Regions from separate parts of the Siniperca chuatsi genome. Here region 2 is linked to region 1. Evidence: chromatin contacts called from public Hi-C data. All regions are on one chromosome and are shown on one strand. Each heading gives the region's core, a stretch centred on a gene start, on an enhancer-like site or on the middle of the called end of the contact. The rest is flanking DNA. Distances are from core to core; before and after follow the strand shown. Region 1 holds the start of furina (furin (paired basic amino acid cleaving enzyme) a). Region 2 overlaps fes (tyrosine-protein kinase Fes/Fps).

The links. Hi-C and Micro-C count contacts between places; a contact is called where the count stands out from the background.
Region 2: a Hi-C map of liver shows a contact between it and region 1, with 3 times the contacts expected there. The contact joins the enhancer-like site here to the promoter of furina in region 1. A contact is called at or near these places in 2 of 3 Hi-C or Micro-C datasets (liver and skeletal muscle).

What each region holds. Positions count from the first base shown.
Region 1 is chrLG1:18,710,130-18,716,353 of ASM2008510v1, reverse strand. It overlaps furina (furin (paired basic amino acid cleaving enzyme) a), which reads right to left and starts at 3,648. Exons shown (of 16, transcript XM_044206876.1): 1 at 3,341-3,648. It overlaps LOC122881103 (stereocilin), which reads right to left. Exons shown (of 29, transcript XM_044206866.1): 28 at 6,151-6,224; 29 at 5,802-5,970. The coding sequence ends at 5,882.
Region 2 is chrLG1:18,811,246-18,818,236 of ASM2008510v1, reverse strand. It overlaps fes (tyrosine-protein kinase Fes/Fps), which reads right to left. Exons shown (of 17, transcript XM_044203171.1): 10 at 6,191-6,400; 11 at 5,616-5,738; 12 at 4,863-4,981; 13 at 4,662-4,756; 14 at 4,387-4,510; 15 at 2,062-2,219; 16 at 1,811-1,933; 17 at 1,236-1,646. The coding sequence ends at 1,504. Among protein-coding and RNA genes, the nearest start is that of fes, 14 kb to the right of the region's middle. Within about 2 kb of position 4,771, the one cell type or tissue checked has an H3K27ac peak away from gene starts, as active enhancers do. A contact at or near this core is called in liver, where this site is marked.

The sequences.
Region 1 (6,224 bases), core at 2,399-4,898:
CATTACTATCACAAAGACTATGCTTTAAACTTTTTGATTGTTTGGTTTCCCCACTTAGGTTTTATATGTTTGCCATGTTTACTCTCAAATTAGTGCTTCAGGTTGCAGTGTTAGCTGAATCTGCATTCAAATAAATAACATCTTGTGAATCTGCATCACAGCAAGGGCACTTACTCTACGAGTACAGATTAGGGTTTTAAAGCAAATGTTTTGAATCTTAGTCATGCTGCCTGGTTATTCCCGAACAATCTGCATGTTTAAAAACACAGTGCATGAATTGGAATGACAACGTAGCCTGAATCATATCAGCAAAACAGCGTGTGACTACAGATCTGGATTCTGTCCTCTGCGTCGCTATGAGTATTTTAGATGTTAAACTCAAGGGATTAATATTGTGTGCAGATTTTTATTCTAATGTTTTCAAAAAGACAGTTTTCATATAAGATACAGCATTTAGGCAAACAGGAGCACAAAGGCAGCTGAATTTTCATATTTGCAGAATTCTCTTTGTACACTGAATAAAAGCGTCTGGATGACACAAGGCTTTCACTATGAGCTGAATATCACAGAAAGCAGGAGTCTACTCAAGGACACTGACAGAGACTGCTTTTGAATTAGATGTTATTAATTCTAATGTTTGTTTTTGTTTTGTTTTTTTTAAACAGTGGCACTGTGAGAGCTTTGGGACCTCTGTTGGAAGTCCACAGGAGCTCCAAGTAATGGGGAAAAAAACAGGAAACAAAATGGTGGGAATGTTCACCTCTGGAGTGTAAGAGCTGTATAAATACAGATCCTGGCACAATTGTGAGTATAAAAGCTTTTCTTCAGGATGCCGAGAAGTAGAAAAACACCTTTGTGTTTCAACTAACACCTCCTTTGCCACATTGTTTGCCCTCCTGAATGAAGGTTTTTAAATAACAGGAGTGGATTTTTACCTCTCTAATTTGGTAGGTTTTCACCACTTTGCTTTTTAGTTGAGAAAAAAATGTATCCCTGCTGCTTAGTTTCAGTGTTTTAAAAGTAAGTAACCAAGACCAAACACGACATCACAGCTGTGGTATAAGGTATAGACACTGTAGTTGTTCACAAAGTATTGAGTGTGTTTGCTTCATCATCTTCTCGAGTAAGCTTTGTTTATGTTGTAAAACCCATCTCAGGTCTAATGGCTTGACTTTCAGCTAGCCCAATTTGAGTGCTTGCAAACAATAACAAAACCTCTGTTGTCTGTTGTTCTTTTTTGTTTTGCCCATCTACTTCAGACTTCCTGCAGCAATGTCAGCATCAAAGCTCATACAAAACACTTCCATAATATGATCTACTACACAGGTAACTCTAAAGTTTTCCCTTTCTACGTTCAGTTTCCCTGAGATAAGAGCCAGCACATGCATTTCATTAAGAGCTAGTACAGTAAAGCAGTGCTCACTCAACTTAAAAAAAAGGTACGGTGGCCGACAAGGGCAAACACACTACAACTTAAGAAAACACATGCAAATAGACAAAGCACAAGCAAATTAAGAAAACATCTTCATCAATTTGACAACAAACGCTCAGCATTTAGAAAACATGCTGCAAATACACAAAACGACAACAGAAGTGTTTCCAGGGGACACTAAAAAGGTTTTTGACTCACGAAGTCAAGTCCGTATCATCCGTTCATTGTTTTTCTGTTATTTTGTTTTGTAGGTTACGGTTTCTCCACTTTGCGTAGTCTGATCTGCAGCGTACACTTACCTCGCGGGAAAACGCAGATTCAAAGAAAAAGTTTGCAAAGCATTTTTTGAAACTGAAAAAAATGTTGGAAAACTACTGTTAATCAGACATAATAACCAGATTCGTCAGTGATGACAGACGGACTTTAGCCTGTTATGAACTTTGGAGTGACCAAGTGCTCAAAAATAGCATTTCCTAGATTAATATCTGTCATAAACACTAAATCTCCTCACAAATGATTAAAATTACTGATAGAAGTCCACTTTTTCGCTCTGCAAGGTCTTTGGAGGTGCATGCAGCGGTCACTTTCAGCGCATGCGCACTAGCAGAAGTCAGAAACCCACAACACAAACATAAACAGATGATACACGGACCAGACTTCAATAACTCCATGAGTCACAAACCGTGTCAACAACAAGTGTGTCGAAGCCGTGTTCAGCACTTTTTAGTGTCCCCTAGAAACACTTCCGTTGTCATTTTATGTCTTTGGTTGTGTTGTGTGTATTTGCAGCATGTTTTCTAAATGCTGCGCATTTGTTGTCAAATAGACGAAGATGTTTTCTTAAGTTGCAGAGTGTATAAAAAGGGACAGTTAACCCCTAAATCAAAAATACATATTTTCCTGTTACCTGTGGTGCTATTTATCCATCTAGATTGTTTTGCTGTGAGTTGCCCAGTTTTGGAGAGCATGTTTCATGTAGGAACTATTTTCTTTCTACTGATAGTTCCCACATGAAACTGCTCACAACAAGGTCTGTGGATTATCGTGAGTAACCGGGTCATGATTTCTGGAAAGAGACATTGCTGTTGAGTCTGCTGTGGGGTTTTTTTTGTTTGTTTGTTTTTTGACGCTTTAAGCACCACAAACCGAGTGCTATTTAGTCCCATTATATTCAAAAAAAATGACTGAAACATCATATGGTGTGCAAGCAAGCAGTCTGACACACACTTAATTTCAGAACAATGTGCATTGTGTATTTGAGACGCCTTGTTTTCATTTGGTACATGTGACTACATGCAAGGGGCTCCACAACCTTGTTTATCCATAATGATCAGCAGCTCAATATTGCCTCACTGGAGAGATACAATTACAGTGTGCTGGAGGCACAAACAACATAAGCAGGTCAGCTCCCATAATGAAACGCACTTATTTCTATGCAACACCTACTGTAACATCGAGCAGCAACAGCTCAGTTACACTTTAACTGAAATGAAGCCTCCCAAAAGACGCTTTTCACACAAAGTTAGTATTCACATCAGTCCAGATTATGTTTCAGGTCAGCCCAGTCTAGCCCAACAACATCAGCTGTGTTTTGCAGATGGCATTGATTGCTTCTCATGTCAAAGTTCAGTCCTAAAGGAATCTACGTGCCATAAGCCTTCGTAATCGGTTATATATCAGAGTATAATGTTTAAAGTATGGTAAAAGTTTGCATGTGTACACAGCAAGAAGACAGTTTGTAGGGAGCAGAGAGTGACCGCAGTAACGTTACGAATACGAAAGGAGGACAAACTTCTCTCGCGCAGGCCTGTAACGCTAGTCACTTTAATGTTTATGAGATAAAGTTAAGAGGTTTAAATATATCAGCTCATAGGAGAAACGCTGTGAGTTCGCGGTCGGTGGACTCACCTCACATGCTAAGTCCGTGACAACAACACGTAGTCATAATGTGGCTCTGAGCAGCGGCTGGAGCTGATCCGGTGATGACTCCTCCGCTTGACAAATATGTCTGAAACTGTACCGCGCCGTGATTAACGTAAACTTGACACCGCGGTAGGCTGACCTGCTCCGTCTCTCACGCAGGTGCCTCCCCTTTTTCTCTCCTCTCATCCACCCGTGATGAGCACTTCCGACCTCCACTTGCTCACATTTCTACTACTCACTCCGACCGAGCAGTGTGGATCACGAACACGGCAATTTTTCGCAGGAACAACCACAGAAACCGGACGCGGCGCAGTCGACGTCACCTCGGCATGTGTGTGAGTGAGCCCCCCCCTTTCGAGCCGACACACACAAACTGACAGCAACCGGGATCCCGGTGGTACTGTACCAGAGCCGAGAAGACTGCAAACTCGCAGACCACGCAGCCTAAACAAGTAAAAAAAAAATGCAAGCTAAAGCAGACGGGAAACTTACAATCGGCCCAACTTACCAGCTTCCTTTCACATCCTGCTCCACCCGGGTTGTTGTTGTCTCTCACCGCGGTGTTAGAACCGACGACGGCACGGCGAAGCGACTGAAAAATTGATAACAGAGAATTGCTGGTTATAAATAGTCATGATACCCCTCCGGTGTGCCGCTGAGTGGTCCGTACAAGCCCCAGGAAATACGTCACGGCCGCGGACAAAGTGGAGACGTTAGAGCAACACCTACTTACCGGCCAGCAGCGCTGCTACACCCCCACCTGCTGGTCACAGGCTGCATCACACCCTTATATCCTGACAACGAGGCTGTGGCTGGCAGCTGCCAAACAAGCTTTTAATTCCCAGATGGGAAATATTTTTTTATAGTAAAAACACTTCATCGATGTCCAGTAAAATGCAGACTGCACGCCAAGAAGCGTCATCTTGATTGAGAAAATTGTTGTTGCTAGTACAGACATAATAAATGAGCATCTTTCTTAGGGCCACATCAACCTGTGTTTGGGGGCCCCCTGGCAAAAAACTGCTTTTGGGCACCTATTGACCTCCAGACATTCCTCCTGCCCACTGTACAGTGTTTATGTACCCTGTAAGTACAATGCAGACTATGCATGGCAGCTTCATTATTTCCCCAGACCAACCAATTCCAGCCCACCCCTATATTGGAATAATACTATCTGGTCCAAATCACCTGGGCTATGATAATTTGATGGTTAATTTAATTAGAAATATGCACCATGTATGCCTGGTTCGCATCTGGCCAGGGACCTTTGTTGCATGTCATTCCCCATCTCTTTCACCTCATTACCTGTCATGTCTCTAATGGGTCTATCTAATAAGCTAAAAAAAAAAGCACTATATGAGCACAAAAACTGCTAAAATGCTAAAACTATTATTAAAACATTAATTATTTTTCACACAGGGCCCCTGTACAACACAAGGCCACAAAATTAGCTAATACTACACACCCACCTTCATTGATTATAGATCCCATTTAAGAACCTTAAAGTATAATATAGACCAAACCCTGTCAGTATGCTGAAAAGGGTGAACATTCAAAATCAGTTTTATTCATCAAGCTTGAAATCTTAAAACATATAAAGGCAACTGAACATAAGATAGTTTCCTTGCTGCGCTGAAGTTGTAACTTGACTAGTACTACTACTGAATAGTCGGGTCACAGATTATTTGTTGTGTTGTTTCTTAAAGTCATAAATCCTGAAAGCTTAAACGTTTCACTGTGTTGTGCATCAGTTCAGTAACACCATTGCACAGGTTGACTGTAATAATTGCATTTTACTTTCATCTGGAATGCAGAACCAAACTCAAGAAATAGAAAATACCTGCATGCAGGAGGGATTAGTGAATCCTCAGATTTACAGATACAGCAGGCCAGTCAATAAATTGTTCTGATATTAAACTTCACCCCTTACTATTACATCTCTTATGTCAACAAATCATTTAACACATTTTTATCATACATGCTATTCCAGTATTATACTCTTAAATACACCACACATTATAGTATCTCTTAGAGAAGTTTAAAGAATGTCAGTTTATATTCGATAAAACATACAGGAAGTATAAAAGACTCTACCAGAGAGGACAGGGGTTGTACTTTGAAAGGATTCATACATCAAGGTTACTGAGTCAAACAGAAGCTATAAATAAATGGGGAAAAGATTTAAAAAGGTCTTTTATAGACCCGTGTTTGTTTGCTTGATCACATATCCTGTGAAGTTTGGAAGGCCCTTTCCTCTGTCAAATAAACATTAATCATCGCATTGCTTCCTCTGATAGTTCTAATAAAAGAATACTATACATAGTACAACTACAAACACTTATTTAACATATTGTCAAGCTGATAGCTCACATAAAAGTGAAACATGTGCCGCAGAGCACAATCAAAGGCAATGTAAATTAAAGGACCAACACACAGAGGGAACAGAACAGTTCAAAATATTTATTCGAAGTACAAATATGATGATATCAAGGGAGGTCAAGGGTCAATTAAATTTGTTCCAGCATTTTAAATTAGTTGCCATAACAAGAGGCACAGAGCCAGTGAGTGTACAGTGAAGCTTCCTGCGTTCAGGGCTGCTGGAGCCAAGTTTCTCCCTGTGGAAGCAGACAAACAGAGCATTCATCATCGCCTTATAAACACTACATAAAAATCTAATTGGTTAGTAACAAGGATTACTATAATAAATGTATATGTGCTCACAAAAACATCACTTTTATGAAGGAAGGAGGTTATTAAAAGGACACCCTTTATCACCCTAATTTTTCAAAACACACCTCTCAGCTCCAGCAGGACGTCTCCTTCATATCGAGCCAGTCCGACAGCGTGTCTCTGCTCGGTGTCCAGCTCT
Region 2 (6,991 bases), core at 3,522-6,021, 100 kb before region 1:
TTGCTACCAGGAGGGACGTCACTTCCTTTGATGCCACAAAAGCATTTCTTTTCTTCTTTTTTTTTTTGGAGTGTTTGACTCCTTTTCACATTCGATATGACTTTAGTCTTAACCCTTGCTTTATGCCTGTAACAAGGCATCTCAAACTTAGTTTACTTACCAGACAGTTAAACCACATTTCTAAATAAGCACAGAATTTTTAACTGCAGGTATTTATGGCAACAGTAGGCTACTCGCTACAGTTTCGTTTGTCAAATAACAGCGAGCTACTATCCAAAAGCTAAATATTATTTCTGGTAGCATGTTACATATGAAGGAAATAGTTGCCCCTGTTGCACAAGATGCTATGTTATTTGTCAGATAACATCCTAACACCTGTTGAGCATTAATTCTTAAAGCTAAAAATTTTTTCCTTGTAGCATATTAGGTGTTAAATAATGTTAGGCTGAACTGGCTACCAGAGACACGGCTAACATCAGGTAAGGTACAGATACTTGCAGGAAGCATTTCTAGGGGGGACAGGAGGCCCTCACCCACTGAGGGCCACTCTAACCCTGTACCCCTGTCTGGTTTCCCTAAATGTTCTAGAATGGCTATTGAATAAAAAAGCATTAAATGTGGTCCAGGGCCATTAAACCATGTGTCACGGATTATGTTAAGGTGTAAATAACACATACTGAACTAACATTAGCATTAACTCAGAGTCATGTTTTTGGCCACTTGATTAATTTATTGTAAGTCCAAACTCTTCTGAGGGAAATAGCTCGCTCTTTAGTTGCTAAATGCTCAACTAGCTGGTTGCTAATTTTGTCTGTCTGCTGTGTGGTGCCGGGCAGGTAATACAGGTCATGTTAAGCCTTCCTGGAAACCCTACATACTCCCTATTAACTTACAGAACTAAGATCCCAAAGAGGGAGGTCTGAAGTTGGATCCACAAAATGGACACAAACGGCCCACAAGACTCAAACCTTATTGTCCCCAGTAGCACAAGTTTGTGCTGTCTCAAAGGTGACAGATATGTTTAAGACATCTTCTGTTCTTAGGAGGAGGAGGAGGAGGAGGAGAAGGAGAAGGAGGAGGTATGAAAAACAGACAGACAGGACAAGAAGGGAAGGAACATGAATGCTGCCATCAACTGGTCCACTGATATTTTACAAGTCCACCAAACTCAATTTCACAAAACTCATTCCTACAACAAAAGCAGGAACAGGGAAAGGACCCAAACGCAGACAGGATGACTTCAATGATTTAATAGAGAACACCAGGCTTACATATGTAGTCAGGCAGGCAGAGATCAAAAAACACAAGAGGTGAGGAGAATATTGCAAAATAAAACAGGAAATGACTAGATGTAACCCTCAAAACCATGACAAGGAGTCCAATATTTTTTAAATAATTTTTCATTTTGTTTTTTAATTTGCATGTCAAGATGCAAAGTTACAAACAAATCAAACAGACAGAAAACAAACCTTTACAGTACATGTCCAATTAACAGACTTGGTATTATATAATTTTGTTGTATATGGCACTGAGCTCAGCCCGAAGTTTCTTGAAAGATGGTCTGCTTCTGGGCTCGTACTGCCAGCAGTTGCTCATAATCCTGGCAATTTCCACGGGGCAGCCATGTGGAGCAGGCATACGGTATCCTAAAACACATCACAGACAGTCAAAACAGGTATTGAGATCATCTTAGCACACTCTACATAATTTCTGAAACATGTGGAAGTGTCTGAATCAAGCACAATGTAGGAGCAGGAACTTTCCTTGATGGTATCTGAACACAAGTGCTTCCTGGTGCCTGAGTCTTTACCTTTCTCCACCTCTTCTCGTGTCTGTTGGTTGGTCATGCTTGTGTAGGGTGTCATTCCCATGGAGAAGGTCTCCCACAGTAAGACACCAAAGCTCCACACATCACTCTCTGTGGTATAACGACCTGAAAAAACCACCAGGGGGCAGCAGTGGCAAAGGCACAGGCACATCAGTTTTTAATTGGCTATTGGCAGAGAGAAATAGAGAAGTGTTTCTGGTTGTGACTGCAGGGCAGAGGCAGTTGTGGCGTACCATAGTTCAGGGCTTCAGGAGCTGTCCATTTTACAGGGATCTGTCTGAGGCCGCCGTCTGTAGAGTAGACACCGTCATCTTGCTGACGGGACATCCCAAAGTCACTGATCTTCACCAAGTTGTGCTCTGTAACCAGACAGTTTCGCGCTGCCAGGTCTCTTTAAAAAAAGACAGAGGGAGAAAGATGTTAAAGGCATGTACACAGAGGCTGATTCAAACACAGACACAGAAACATCATGCTCTATATGAAAAAAGGAGAAACAGCAAAGAACAGACAGGACTGAAAGGAGTGAGAGAACAGGTGTTCTTGTCATGTCTGGTGTTGCATGTGAGGCAGTTTGACATGCAGCGTTACAGGTTGAGCAGCTACCAGCAGCCTGCTCTGATCTGTCCCCCCTGGGCAAATCGTACAGTGCTCCTATAATGAGCCGGGTGTCTCATGTCTTCTCCCGAGCACCGACAACCTCCACTGATGCCTCACCATAAGTACCGCAATCGCACTCATGCAACAACAGATCCCTTAAAAAGCTACAAAAATCATGCATACACTTCTATTTCAGGTTGCATCATTTACAGTATTTTCACACAAAAAATAGCTGTTCAGTTTTACATACTCTTGCAATGTTTTTGGACCTCAGCTTTTTCTAATTGTCTTTTAATAAATGCTTTGAAAGCAAGATTTTTTTGTTTATAGGCTACATACAAAACCCCATGTTTGATCTTTATAACCAGTTCTTGCTTACTTAGAGATCCACAGTCTTTAGAAGCTGTTTCTGTGTAGCTACAGTTACGGTCGTGAGCCAGTTTTCCTCTTGAAGGAAAAGAACACATCACACCCATTTCAGCATCCTTGCATTGGCTCCCTGTTTCTTTTACAGCTCAAGATCATTGTGAGTCATATAACCAGTACAGTCGAGGCTCTTTTTTGTGGAATGAAGTCAGGACAGCAGTCACTATCCATCTTTCATCATGTTATCACTTGAATTCATGGTTGTACTGTCTTTTTCATTTAAGTGAAAAAAATTGTAGGTCAGCCACTGGAGCACATTTTAGCTTCCTCTTCAAGGACACAACACACATCACTTATTCAAGAAAACTTTTAATCTCTCATTTTCAATCGACTATTTGACTGCTATCAACATACTGGGAAGCGATGAGGGAAAAGTGTAGTTTGGCTGACAGTTAGATAAAGTGAATGTTGGGGAAGTAAATTATGTTTAGTATTATGAACCATAAAGGCTTTTTGTAAAATTAACATGTTTTAATATGCAACTATTTAACTCACTGCATTCATTTCACTGTAACCATAATTTGTCTAACACACTACTCTAATGTGTTTTATGTTTCCTGTGTCTTAAATTCATTGTGGCTATTGATCCACCACACAGTTTGGAGAAATCTAGACATAAGGTACACTGTCCTCTGATCTAAGGATGCTTCTTTGTGTTAGGCCTACACTATCTAAGACATAACAAATATATAAATTACAAAATAAACATACAAATTATCTATATACAGTTTTAAACATGAATTATTCCAGTGTTTTGTTACAATTAGGTTTTCCCTTCTTATAACACAATGTGCAAAAATTTAGCATAACGTTAGTTCAGGTAGTTCAGGCCATGAGGTCAAGCTCAGCTCACAATTCCAGCTACATCAGCTGACAACAGCCCATTTCAAGCCAGCCCACATCAGCTGATGGGTCAGCTGATTCTCTTCTACTCATTCAATTGGCAAATCTCATACAAGGCCCCTTATTTAAGCTGCTTTAGCCTGCCAATCCTTGCTGCTTCCTCTGCAAGCCGCTTTGCAAGCCGCCTCCTCCTTTCATGCCGTGTCTGACTAATCAGTGTTATTTCTGTTATCATTGCTTGCTGCTGCTCTCCCAGAACAGAGCCATACCCCCAAATCTAACTGCAGATCAAATATAGGTTTCTTTGACTAAGTGGTCCTGACTGAAATACAGTTGTCCTTTGCAATTGCACTTGCATTAGCTGATTGGTATCACCTGTTTCATTCATGCGTTACCATTAGTGGCTCACCATCATTAGCTGTTTAGCTATCAGATGACTAACAATATCCAATCATATTCATGCAGGTGTACAGTCCGGCCATTATAAATCCGGCCTGCCTGAAACTTCTCACTTTGAAACCACTACCAATTCTAACTGCATAACCATTTGCTATAAATGGTCAAATCCTTCATGCAAGTGTCTCTGAATTCAATTATACAAAGTCACAATCTTACCTGTTCCTGATTTAATGATTAGATCTATTGTCCCTACAAAGGGGGCTGTACAAATATTGACTGATTGATTGACCAACCTGTGGATACACTTCTTGCTCTCCAAGTACTCCATGCCAGATGCTACATTTTCTGTCATTTTGACCAACATCTTAGGGTTCAGACTGTGACTCTCACGCCGCAAGAAGGAGAGAAAGTCACCACCTTATGAAATATGTAGACACACACACAAACACACATATATAGAGTGATGATGAAGGAGCAAAGTGGGGAAGCAATGATGGTACAATAAAGCTTGCAGTTGTCGGGTAAACAAGCTGAGAGATATAACCAAGTCCAACAAGATCATATTTACCTTGAATGAGCTCCATGATGATGTAGATGGGCTGTTTCTGAGTGCACACTCCTATCAGCTTCACAATGTTTGGATGGTCATACTGCTTCAGGATCCTGGACACCACAGGAGAGGAGTACAAAGAGGAGTGTGTGTGTGTGTGTGTGTGTGTGTGTGTGTGTGTGTGTGACTGTGTGTGTGTGGGTGTGTGTGTATACTAACCTGGCTTCCATCAGGAACTTACTCTTGTGCTCTGGGGCCAGGTTCTCTTTACAGGATTTCACCGCAACAGGAGTGTTATCAGAGCGTAAACGACCACAGTACACTTCTCCAAAGTTACCCTGCAAACACCAACATGTTCAGTTACAGTTTTTTTAACTCTCTTTTCTAACTCAGCAGGGTACATATCTAATCTGAAGTTAACAATTTCCTTGATGAACTGTTACCATATGTGCACAATTTCATGACAATTATAGATAAAACTTCGCTTCTACATTTCTGTCAATAGACGTTAAGTTCACCCACCCGTCCTATGAAGTGTCCCAAGATAATATCATCATGTTCCAGGACCCACCTGTCCTAATGGGGTTAAAAAATTAAGAAAAAGAAACATATAATACTACTGTTTTAAACTGTGTTACTAGCAAGGAGGAGAGAAAAGAAAAGGTAACACAATCTGAAAGAAAGATCATTAGAGAGCAAGTTTAGATTTGCATATGTGCTCATCTGTGATGACTAGGCAAGTACTTTAATAACAGTTGAAGCTTTAATAACAGATAAAAGCTTTGTCCCCAATTGGGATAGGGGTTAGGTTATGGTTAAGGTTAAGGTTAGTATTAGGCAAGTATTGGTTAGGGTTAGGTAAGTCTCCAGGAAATGAACGTAAGTCTATGTAATGTCCCCATAAGTGACATAAGTAAACGCATGTGTGTGTGTGTGTGTGTGTGTGCGTGCGCGTGTGTGTTACAGCAGTACCTTCAGTACAGGTTTCTTCAGCACTATGTCAGACTTCTTGGTGATGTGTTGTCGTGAGGATAGTAGATGATGGATCAGCTGCGGGATACTGTGGAAGCCTTCTCCATCCAGACGGTACAGAGTCTACTGACACACATGGGAAAGCATTTACCGAAGTGAACTGTAAATGTGCAAACAAACAGGAAGGAGAAAAACTTCACGGCATAATGAAAAAAAACACATATAACAAAATAGCTTTTTAAATTGTTGAATGGTTAAATAACTTGTCCCATATCTAGTTTGCATTCATTCTAAAAATCTAAACTTCCATTTAATTTGCAATTTAACACCAGGTAGAAAATAGCCATGTATCATTTACATGCTCTCGTAACTTCCTCATATATAGGCAAAATAGGGAAGGAAACTACATCTAATAATTTTAGCAATATCAGTGATCTTGATCATTCAAAACAGACATATTCAAACACATATGATGTAAAATGCACACAGAAACACACAGGGTCTACATATAATGTAAAATGTACTTCTACAACTCTCTACAAAAGTGTTTTCTTCCACTGAGCAGATTTACTTACATCAGTGTTCTGAATGAGGAAATGCTTGCAGGATCCATCCCATTGCACAGAGAGCACATAACCCTGCTTCTCTTGACTCTTCCTCACTAAGAAGTCTCCGTCATTCTTCAGCAGCTGCTGGACCTCCAGTCTGGGAATGGCTCCGTGGTACCAGTCCTGCTGCCCCAGAGGACGATCGACCTCCTGCACCAGGGTGAGGACCGGAAGCACCTGGAGGCAGGAAGAGAGAAAAGCAGAATCTTTAAAGACATGAATAATGAAACAATAACAAGTGACAGATGATGGATTTTAGGCTGATTCTGCACAGATTATACGGAGATACTTCAAAGAAGAGTCTGTAATACTTTGAAGCCTAACCGCACCAACTTCCATGCCTCCAGGGTACCACAGAGTGGGGAGTTGGAGAGCAAGAAGTAGTTCACACTTAAAGAAAAGCAGCAAATGATTCAGACTTGAAGTCCAGTACATTACAGACAGTAAAATATTATTTGCTCAAGATCATCTGTTACAGCATGCACACAGTCATTCTTATCCTTCTGACAGATTAAAAACTGAAAGACTGACTGCACGAGGCCTTTTCCTGTGGAGAGTTTGTGTGCAGGACAGCTGCATCATGGCTCTGTGTGTGCTATCATCTGTCAGTGATGATAAAACGATGAAATGTAAACTGGCTGCCTGAGAAGTAAACTTAGTTTTAGGTCAGGCAGCTGACTCAAAGCTGACCTCATTTAATCCAACGGTGCCTTCAGGAGCACGAGACCCCAAAGAAAGATCATGTGCTTGAGCAAACTCAGCCGTGCA